Linked DNA regions of Sus scrofa: region 1 is linked to region 2. A link is a contact called in public HiChIP or PLAC-seq data. All regions are on one chromosome and are shown on one strand. Each heading gives the region's core, a stretch centred on a gene start, on an enhancer-like site or on the middle of the called end of the contact. The rest is flanking DNA. Distances are from core to core; before and after follow the strand shown. Region 1 overlaps MCC (colorectal mutant cancer protein). Region 2 overlaps MCC (colorectal mutant cancer protein).

Region 1 (4,717 bases), core at 721-3,220, 97 kb before region 2:
TCCTTGAACAATTCATTCCTTTTCTGCTGAAATTTGCTGGGCTATGTTTCGGCTATTTTTCAACGAAGTAATCCTGAATTGTATGATACCATTTCTTATCTGGCTGGCTATTTGCAGACAGAAGGCTTTCCAATATCCTTTCCTTCCAGGTTATAAACTCTGGGAAGGCAGAGGCTAGGTTTTTTCAGGACTTAGCCTGAGCACAAGTCTGGTTCAAGGTGGGTGACCTCGAAGGGCGATGGGATGGATAAACTGCAGTGGATCACACCATCGAGAAAGCTGCTATGCAGAGGCAATGACAAAAGAAGCCGGATGCTTCCCTTGCTCAGCATTTGACGAACTAAGAAGCAGCAGATGCTGTAAACATTTTTTGTAGCTCAAGTTTAAATCCTAAGGAAGCTGCTCATTTCTTTCACTGCTCTGCCTCCTCCTAGCCCCTCACCAGTTACTGCGCATTTAATCTCATTTACATAAGAATAAAAACACTAGTAGGTGAGAGAACAGGGAGTCTAGCTCCTGTTCCTGCCTACTGTGTACGGCCCTGATTAATTTCCTGTCCAGCAGAGGAATGTTAATTTCATTTCCAGCAAGGTTTTCCTAATGCCAAGAGCCCCCTGTACCTGCCAGCTTTGCAATTGTGGGGTCAGTGGCAGGCAGGCAAGGATAAGACTTTGTACCCACCACCTCCAAGGTCCTCCCCTTGCCCTCAGGGCTAGGCTTCCAATGGTGTTGCCCAGAAGCTCCTGGGCAGGGACACAAAGCCTTCAAAAATAAACAGAACGCTCCACTAAGCCCAACTCAACAATGAAACAGAAGTACTCAGCAAATCTGATAAATACGCTGGTAGAAATCACAGCAGGGGCCACACCTAGAAACAACAGCTGATTAATATGAATGTAGTAACTTCCTGGGTGCTCCAGAAATGAGACTGGAGGTGACCAGGCTGTGGAACCTGTGTCACAAGCCTTTGTGAGATGGTGACTTGCAGAGAACGAGTGATGTGAACTGTTCTTAGTGACAAGCTGACACATCAAATAACCTCTGCTCAACATCCAACACACATGAAGTACGTGGAACCAGAGGCAAAGAGGAGGGCAGAGTGAAAAGTTCCATCTGCACGGAAGCCCTCCGAACCAGACCGAAGCTGTAACAGGCCACAAATACTCTTGGGACTCACATGCACACACTGTGTATAAAATATTTTATACTATGTATAAGATATGTAACTGACAGGGACCTACTATATAGCACAGGGAACTCTCCTCAATATACTGTAATAACCTATATGGAAAAAGAACGTGAAAAAGCATGAACATATGTATACGTATAACTGAATCACTTCACTGTACACCTGAAACTAACAACGCTGTGAATCGACTATACTACAATATAAAATAAACAAAATAAAATGGGAAAAATACCTCTTCCTATGTAATTAGGCCTTTCCATATATGATCCATCACACTTGAAAAGAAACAACAGAAATCCACAAAATGACAGTGTCTCGTAGACAGTATCTGTGAGCTAGGGTGTAGGCTGCAGATGCGGCTCAGATCCTGCGTTGCTGTGGCTGTGGTGTAGGCTGGCAGCTGTAGCTCCGATTGGACCCCCTACCTGGGAACCTCCATATGCTGTGGGTGCAGCCCTAGAAAATAGTCAAAAAGACAAAAAAGTAAAAATAAAAATAAAAAACAATAGAATTCTGCTGTTCCTGAATCTCATCCAGTGCTTAATACATACCCTGAGCGTTTCCCCTAGGTTTTAGCTCTCCTAACATGATGATGAAGCAAATTTAAAACCTATATAAATACTTGTGTCTAGCACCATAAATTGGTGAAAATGCCTATAAGCAAAAATGTTTAATAAAAACAAGCCATATCATCATTACAACCACCAAGAATAAAACCCTTTAGGCTCATCTCTGCAACTGGTGAAGTCCAGGGATAAGGCTGTGAGTCAGCCTTGAGACAGACTGGCCCGAGAACCTGAGCTCTTGTTGGAAAAATCCTGTGCAGTGTGCAGCATGGGTCTGCTAAGGAGCTTTATGGTTTGGTTAATGTTCTTCACTGGGTTTTATCTTACTCCACAGAGGCCACTGATCTTTAATCATCACATTAGTCTCAGCTGTCAAACCTAAGAGTATTAGAAACGCCATTCTTGAAAAATGCAATGCCATCATTCATTTGTTAACCCTCTCGACCAAATGGGCAAGGGGTCAGCACCACTGCCTTTGCAAACATGCTAAGAAGTAGCGCCACAGGGTCACATGGGACTGATCGCAAGTCACAACTGGACTACACAGGATATTTCTAACCTCATTCTAAGTCCATGCCTGGGTTCTCCCAAGGGGTAGGCTAAGGAACCAAGCCAACTAAACAAAGAGGCCCAGCACAAATGGAAATGCCAGTGACAAAATAACACAGACAAAGTGGTGTCCCAAAGAGTAAACAAATAGAAAGGAACAGGGGTGGGGTGGGGTGGAGCCTGGCCAAGAGAAGGCATTCAAACTCCATCTGTAGCCCACACAAGACAAAGAAAAAAGAAGACGCCCTCGCCACTGCATTTAATGAAAACAGTGTACGTTTTCATCCTAAATGCCAAGAGGTAAAAAATTCAGAATCTTTGCTTTCTAAAATTAGAGAGCTCAGAAACAGAAGGTGTTCTGAATTACTTACCACTGATCGATTTCCAAGGGTCAATAGGAAGACACTCATTTTGATATACTGCCTTTGGTAGTTCTTCTTAAAAAATGCAGTTTTTTAAAATAATTGTTGGTACTAAATAAAGAGGAAACATGCTGAAAGCAACAAATCAGTACACTATATGATCGTTGCCAGTTTCCCACCAGGCTGCTCCCCATGAGGCTGTTTCCTATGGGTGCAAATGCATGCACCAGTTTCACGTGGGAGGGGAGAGAGATTTGGGAGGGGAGAGAGATTTAAACCAAACCAACCTGTGCCCTAGTCCCCTACCCTCGATGGGATTCCCTCTGGGGAGCCTGGGCAGCTTAAAGCACGACACAGGATTCGTATCGCAAGGGATTTCCATAAAACCTGGATTCAAAACCTGATTCTCGGTGCTTCCTAACTACAGAACCCCAGGCAAGATATTCAAAGTACCTAAACCTCAATTTTTTCATGTGTAGAATGGGAATGCTAATACCATCTACATGAAGGATCATCATGAGAACTCAGTGAGATCAAGCATGTGGAGTGCCTGCCATGCTGCCTGGCACAAAAGAGAGCTCAAGTGTGGTGATGATCACTATGGGTATAAGGTAATAGTGGTGACGTTCATCAAGTCCCCCAGGAAGCTGTGATGGACACAGACTCTAAGGTGCTCCTACCATCCCTGTGTCTCCTTTATGTGATACCATCTCACCAAGCCTGGGTGGGATGTGTGACTGCCTTCTATCTAACACAGTGCAGCAAGGGTGATGGCATGTCCCTGCCATAACAGCAGGACACTGTATAAGACTCTGTCTTGCCAGCAGATTTATTCTAGAATCTTTCTCTCCATTGCTGGCCTTGAGGAAGCAAGCTACCATGAATCCTACACACACAAAGAAATCCCCTCAATGATATAAGTGAGTCTGGAGATGAACTCCTACCCAGTTGAGCATTTAGATGAGCATTCAGCTCTGCTAACACCCTGACTGCAGCAGAAGACCCAGGTAAGCCAGGCCTGAGCTTCTGATGCACAGAAAAGTGAGATGAAAAATGTGTGTTGTTTTAAGCCAGTAGGTTTGGGGCAATTTGTTACACAGCAGTAGAAAACCAACACACAAGCCCTTTGCCTTCCCTATCACCTTGGTATGGGCTCCTTTACTCAACCATCCCTTCACATCGCTATTCTTAAAACTTTATTAACTTATGACCATGTATAAAGAATCTTCTTCTATTCATCTAGTGCCAATGTCACCTTTCATAATTATTCAGCAGATGTTGAAGCTTGCTTTGATTATTTCTAACGAACACAATCACCGTTTATATTTCACATTTTAATCAGAGCTCTGCAATATTTAGAGAGCTGGTAAAACTTACTAAAGCCACACACAGAGTATACATTTAAAACACACTTGCTCTTCCACCATCTGGTAAAGCTTCAAACATGAATCACTCACCAAGACACACAACACAGAAAGCATGACACAGCTATTTCCTTGTTTTAATTTTTCCTCCATAAATCTCATCTTAAACCATAAATCTCATCTTAAATCATAACTCAGGTAGGAGCCTGGCAAGTCTGACCTTTTTGACATGTTCTTTCCCTGGGTTCCAGTCTCTGAATTGTGACGATATCACCAGTGGAAGGAACAGAGGGTAATTTTTAAGTATATTTACTGTGAGAATGCAAACAAGAGACTCAACTAATGGTGCTATGTAATCATCAGGGTAAAACCATCAAAACTATTACATGAGATTGTCTTGACCGTATGTAATTCAAAAGGGAGTTGAATCACCCCTTCACAGAGAAGACAAAAAGTTTCCCTTTAGCCTCTTATCCTCTGCACGAGCTGCCCTTTGCAGGCTTAAATTTTAATAAATACCTTCCTAGTCATCTTTTAACATCCAAGACTGGGGTACATGCCAGCTTCCGGTTAAAAGCACTCACAATTTCTTTTCTTCTTAAAAAAAAAAATGCTCACCCATAAGGGCTATTGACAATAGCTGGCTTTACACCAACTTAACACCATTCTATAGTCTTCTTTAACACA
Region 2 (4,612 bases), core at 881-3,380:
ATCTGCTGGGTAGTTCTGTCCCTGAGCTGAAAGGTTGGGGGTTGGGTGGAACAGAGTTTCGGGAGCAGAGTGAATGTCAGACAAGGGCAGAGGGCAGAGGGTGATTTACTGAGTGCCTCTGCTTTCTCCTTATTACCGACGCTACCATCCACTCAACCAGAAGGGTAGAAGGTAGGTCAGAATAATCAGTTAAGTGCATTAGGGGTTTTTCCCCTTCTTTCCTACAAATCCCATGAGCAACGAATGAGAAAACGCCTAGAGGTAAAAACGAACTTCATGACGTCAAAGCATAGGTGCATTGTGATATATCCAGGTTAAAAAGTTTTTAAAAAAGAAGAAAGAAATCTCAAATAAGTTAGGAAGCTTTTTTTTTTCCACACTACAAATGAACCCACTACAGAATTCATTTAGAATATGAATGGCTTCTCAGGCACTTAAAATAATTAAACATTTGATTTGCGGTATCTTCTGTGCAAGTCGAGATGTACTTAGATGCGAGGAAACCTCAGTTTAGCTCTTTGTAATAAAATCTTTAAATGAATAACTACCCGTCAATAAAAAAAGGCAACATTCAAGAACCAGCTTTGGAAATAATCTAGAACGAAGATTATCCACAGAAATTCTCAACAGATGATGGATAAAATGTAATTAGTGGGGATTTGTGTTGATGGGAGGAGGACAGAGGGTACTTTAAAAATCTTCCTAAGAGAGAAATGCAGCAAGACAGCAGTTTGGAAATTGTTCTCTGCCTCCTGAAAGTGTTTATAAGGTTTCTGAAAACAATAAGGGATTTGCTGTCAAACTTGGAATAAAATGCCTAAGGAAGAAACCTGTTCATTGCTTTTATCTTTGTGGCAGTTTTCAATGTTGGGATGCTGAAAATTTCATTTGAACAAAGAGTTCTGTTGCCAAATAAGTCTGGAAGCTATTGTTTGGAAGGTGCCGTGCAGTCTGTGCACAGGAAGGTTTGCGGAAACGGCCCCTGGCAAGGAACTCGCCCCTGAGGCCTCTCCTCGGGGCCTGAACTCCTGCTAGGATTTGGCTTCCAACAGCAAGTTACTAGCATTAAGGATCAACTATGAAAACACACTAAGGATCAGCTGTTATATTTATCCACAAATTTACCTAGAAATAGTTTCAGCACGATATTTTTATTTTCAAAAAAGCCTATTTGAAGAAATGTGAGGTTAAAACATGAGTATCTCACAAAAGATATCACTTCTCACTGCATTAGTCATAGCACATTATTGACAGCCACATACTCATTATTTTGAAATTTTAGGAGCTTCCTTTGGGGCTCAGTGGTAACAAAGTATGCATGAGGGTGCGGGTTCGATCCCCTCTCGCTCAATGGGTTAAGGATCCGGCATTGCCGAGAAAGGTGGTGTAGGTCGCAGACGTGGCTAGGATCTGGCATTGCTGAAGCTGTGGGGGTAGGCTGGCAGGTGCATCTCCGATTTGACCCCTAGCCTGGAAACTTCCATATGCTGCAAGTGCAGCCCTAAAAAGCAAAAAAATAAAAAAAATTGCAAAAAAATTTTAATAAGCAGTCCCAGCTGGGGAACAGTCTAATGAATCCCTGTGTACCTATTTTCTCAACTTTGTATATGGCTGAAATTTTCCACAACAAAGACATTATTTTAGGTCTCAGAAGGCCAGGTAAATACAGTTAAGGGCTTAACTTCATGTCCCTCAAACCACAGTCCAGAAGGTTTGGTTCTGTTGTGATAAAGGTACTGAGCCCTCTTCAACCAGCCAAACTGACCTGCAGGACAGTTCTTCTTGTTCTTTTTTTTTTTTTTTTAAATTACTTAATGAATTTTATTACATTTATAGGTGTACAACAATCACCACAACCAAATTTTACAGCACTTCTTATTCTTTTTCTTATACCCCTTTCTGCTCTATACAATGCTTTTGGGAGGAACCTTGACACACCAGAACAAAAAACTGGTTCAGCGCATGCTCCCGGTTAGTGATTGAAACAAAGCCAACCCTCCTGATCAAGAGCTCTCTGGTCTATTGCATTTCACACGAAGGCTTTAAAAACAGCAACACCCAGATCCAGAGACAAAGTGACTGAGGTCATTTCCAGCAGAAACACAGAGGGACGTTATTAAATAGAATCAAAATCTATAAATAATTTGGTTCAGCAATCACTCAGGTTTCCTTAACCTTCCTCGACTCTCTGAATCAGGCAGGAAAACAAACTGGAGTGGCAATGTGACTTGGAGAAAACATCTGCCACACCAAATGGGTGAACAGGAAAGCTAAGAAATGTGAAGCCGTGTACGTGAAGGCCAACACAACGCTGTCAGTCTGGCTTCTAGGACGCTTCAGGTCTGGTTTACGCGCCTATAAAAAGCCAAGTTCGCCTTCACATGATTAAGGCCCTTCTGGGCACAAAGGTGTACAACCCTAAGGTTCTAACTATTGGAGCTCAAAACCAGCTCTGTTTTTAGTTTTTCTTCCAGAAACGAGTCTACTGAAGACAAGTAGAGGAGCTGAAAAGGAAAGGTGGTCCCAGCCAGCCTTCCTTCATGTGAAGAGAGAAAGCTGAGACTGTAGAACTTACAGCAGTTTTTCACACCTTTTCCTAGTCTGCTCTCCTCCACACCCAACTTTATTTTTGAAAGAAATTCATTTTGGGAGTTAATTAACAAGCACCTATTATAAGCAACAATGTATTCTAGACAATGGACAAGATCAAAGAAATACTGGATCTTACTTTTTGGTTTTGAGGCATAATAGTTCCCCCCCCCCACCACACACACACACATCCCTGCATATATTTTAAGCAGACAATTAGAAAAGTTGACAGAAGTTCCCATCGTGGTACAGTGGTTAACGAATCCGACTAGGAACCATGAGGTTGCGAGTTCGATCCCTGGCCTTACTCAGTGGGTTAAGGATCTGACATTGCCGTGAGCTGTGTGTAAGTCGCAGCTGTGGCTGGGATCCTGCGTAGCTACAGCTGTGGCATAGGCTGGTGACAACAACTCCAATTAGACCCCTAGCCTGGGAACCTCCATATGCCGCAGGAAGAGGCCCTAGAAAAGCCAAAAGGCCAAAAAAAAAAAAAAAAAAAAAAAAGTTGACATATTTACACCTCTGAAACAATTGCCACAATCAAGAGAGTGAACATATCCAATGACCCTCAAAAAGTTCCCCTGCCTGTTCCTGCTTCCTCTAGGCAATCACTGATCTGCTTTCTGTCAATAGAGATCGGTTTGCATTACTATCGTTTTTTATAAATGGAATCTCATACGCTCTGCACTTTTTTTTTTTTTTTTTTTTTTTGCCTAGTTTGTTTCACTCAGCATGATTATTTTGAGATTTATCCACAAGGCTGCATGGATCCATAGTTCACACTACTGAGTATACTTTACTGTGTGGCTATTACACCCTCTGCTTATCTATTCACTTGCTGATGGACATCTGGGTTGGTTCTTGCTTTTGGCTGTTGCAAATAAAGCTGCTGCAAACATTCATGTCCAGCTGTTTGGAACAAATGGATGATACAGAGTGTGTATGCTGAACATTTTAAGAAACTGCCCAACTGCTTTCTAAAGCGGTAAGCAATACTGGTTGCACAACAGCGGGGTATCAGAGCCCTGTTTCCTCCACGTTCACGCCAATCCTTGTCCTATTCAGTCTTTTTAGTTGTAGTCATTCTTGTGGGCGTGTAGTGGGTTCCGGGCTGCAGAACACACAGAGATTTAAGGACTGTGGCATGCTCAGAGAGCAAGGAAGCTCCATGCCCTACATATCCCTTCATCGGGCTAATGATTCCTATCCTTTGAAAGCCTTTATAATAAACCAGTCATCTGGTGAATAAACTGCTTTCCTGAGTTAGGTGAGCCAGTCTCACAAATGGACCAAATCCAAGACGGGCATCATGGAAACCTTTGAGTGACAGCCAGTCAATCGGATGCACAGAAAACAACCTGAACTTGGGATTGACCACGGAGGGCAGCCTTGTGGGACTGAGCCCTTAACCTGTGGAGTCTGATGCTGTGTCTGGGTAGACAGTGTCAGAATTGAGTTGAATTGTAGGACACCCAGCTGGTGTCTGAGAAATGCTTGCTGGTGTGGAAACATCCATACATGTGAGATTTTGGTGCGGAATTGTGCTAGGGTAGTTTGGAGGAGTCTTCAGGGACAAGCCCTTGGGGTTATGACCCCTGAGCCAATGAGAGGCTGCAAAGAGAAGGCAGTGAAGACAAAGAAGATACATTCTACCCATCACTTCAGTGCCTAGGGCTCAGATATTTTCCTACAAATCTCAGGTAGGAGGGCTGTGCCAGGCCAAATAGGAGGATGTGAGGAGGTCAAAGCATGCATTGCAGGCAGCCAGGACTTCACTAACTGGGGTGGGGGCACAGGTATAACAATGGATGCATAGAAAAACCACCAGCTGCAGGGGCAGCTTCAAGTGTGAAACAGGAAGTGCAAGAAGATGGGGGGTGGAGGCAAGCAGGAGGCTTCTCACGGAAGGGCTCGTGTGCCCATGAGCATGATCTGTTTTTGAAACATCCATTACCAAAGTTAAAACTCGGGATTCACATACAAATTTGGGTTCGGGGCTTCTCTTACGATGACGGGACCATAC

Evidence for each region. HiChIP or PLAC-seq counts read pairs in DNA pulled down with a chosen protein or histone mark.
Region 1: an H3K27ac HiChIP or PLAC-seq map of skeletal muscle shows a contact between it and region 2. The contact joins two enhancer-like sites. A contact is called at or near these places in 3 of 47 Hi-C or Micro-C datasets (heart right ventricle and skeletal muscle) and 1 of 2 datasets of contacts at active chromatin or transcription factors (skeletal muscle).

Annotation. Positions count from the first base shown.
Region 1 is chr2:116,617,209-116,621,925 of Sscrofa11.1, reverse strand. All of the region lies in intron 4 of MCC (colorectal mutant cancer protein), which reads right to left. Among named protein-coding and RNA genes, the nearest start is that of TRNAE-CUC, 170 kb to the left of the region's middle. Within about 2 kb of position 1,970, at least 3 of the 83 cell types and tissues checked have an H3K27ac peak or open chromatin away from gene starts, as enhancers often do. A contact at or near this core is called in skeletal muscle, where this site is marked.
Region 2 is chr2:116,520,224-116,524,835 of Sscrofa11.1, reverse strand. All of the region lies in intron 3 of MCC (colorectal mutant cancer protein), which reads right to left. Among named protein-coding and RNA genes, the nearest start is that of MCC, 240 kb to the right of the region's middle. Within about 2 kb of position 2,130, at least 4 of the 83 cell types and tissues checked have an H3K27ac peak or open chromatin away from gene starts, as enhancers often do. A contact at or near this core is called in skeletal muscle, where this site is marked.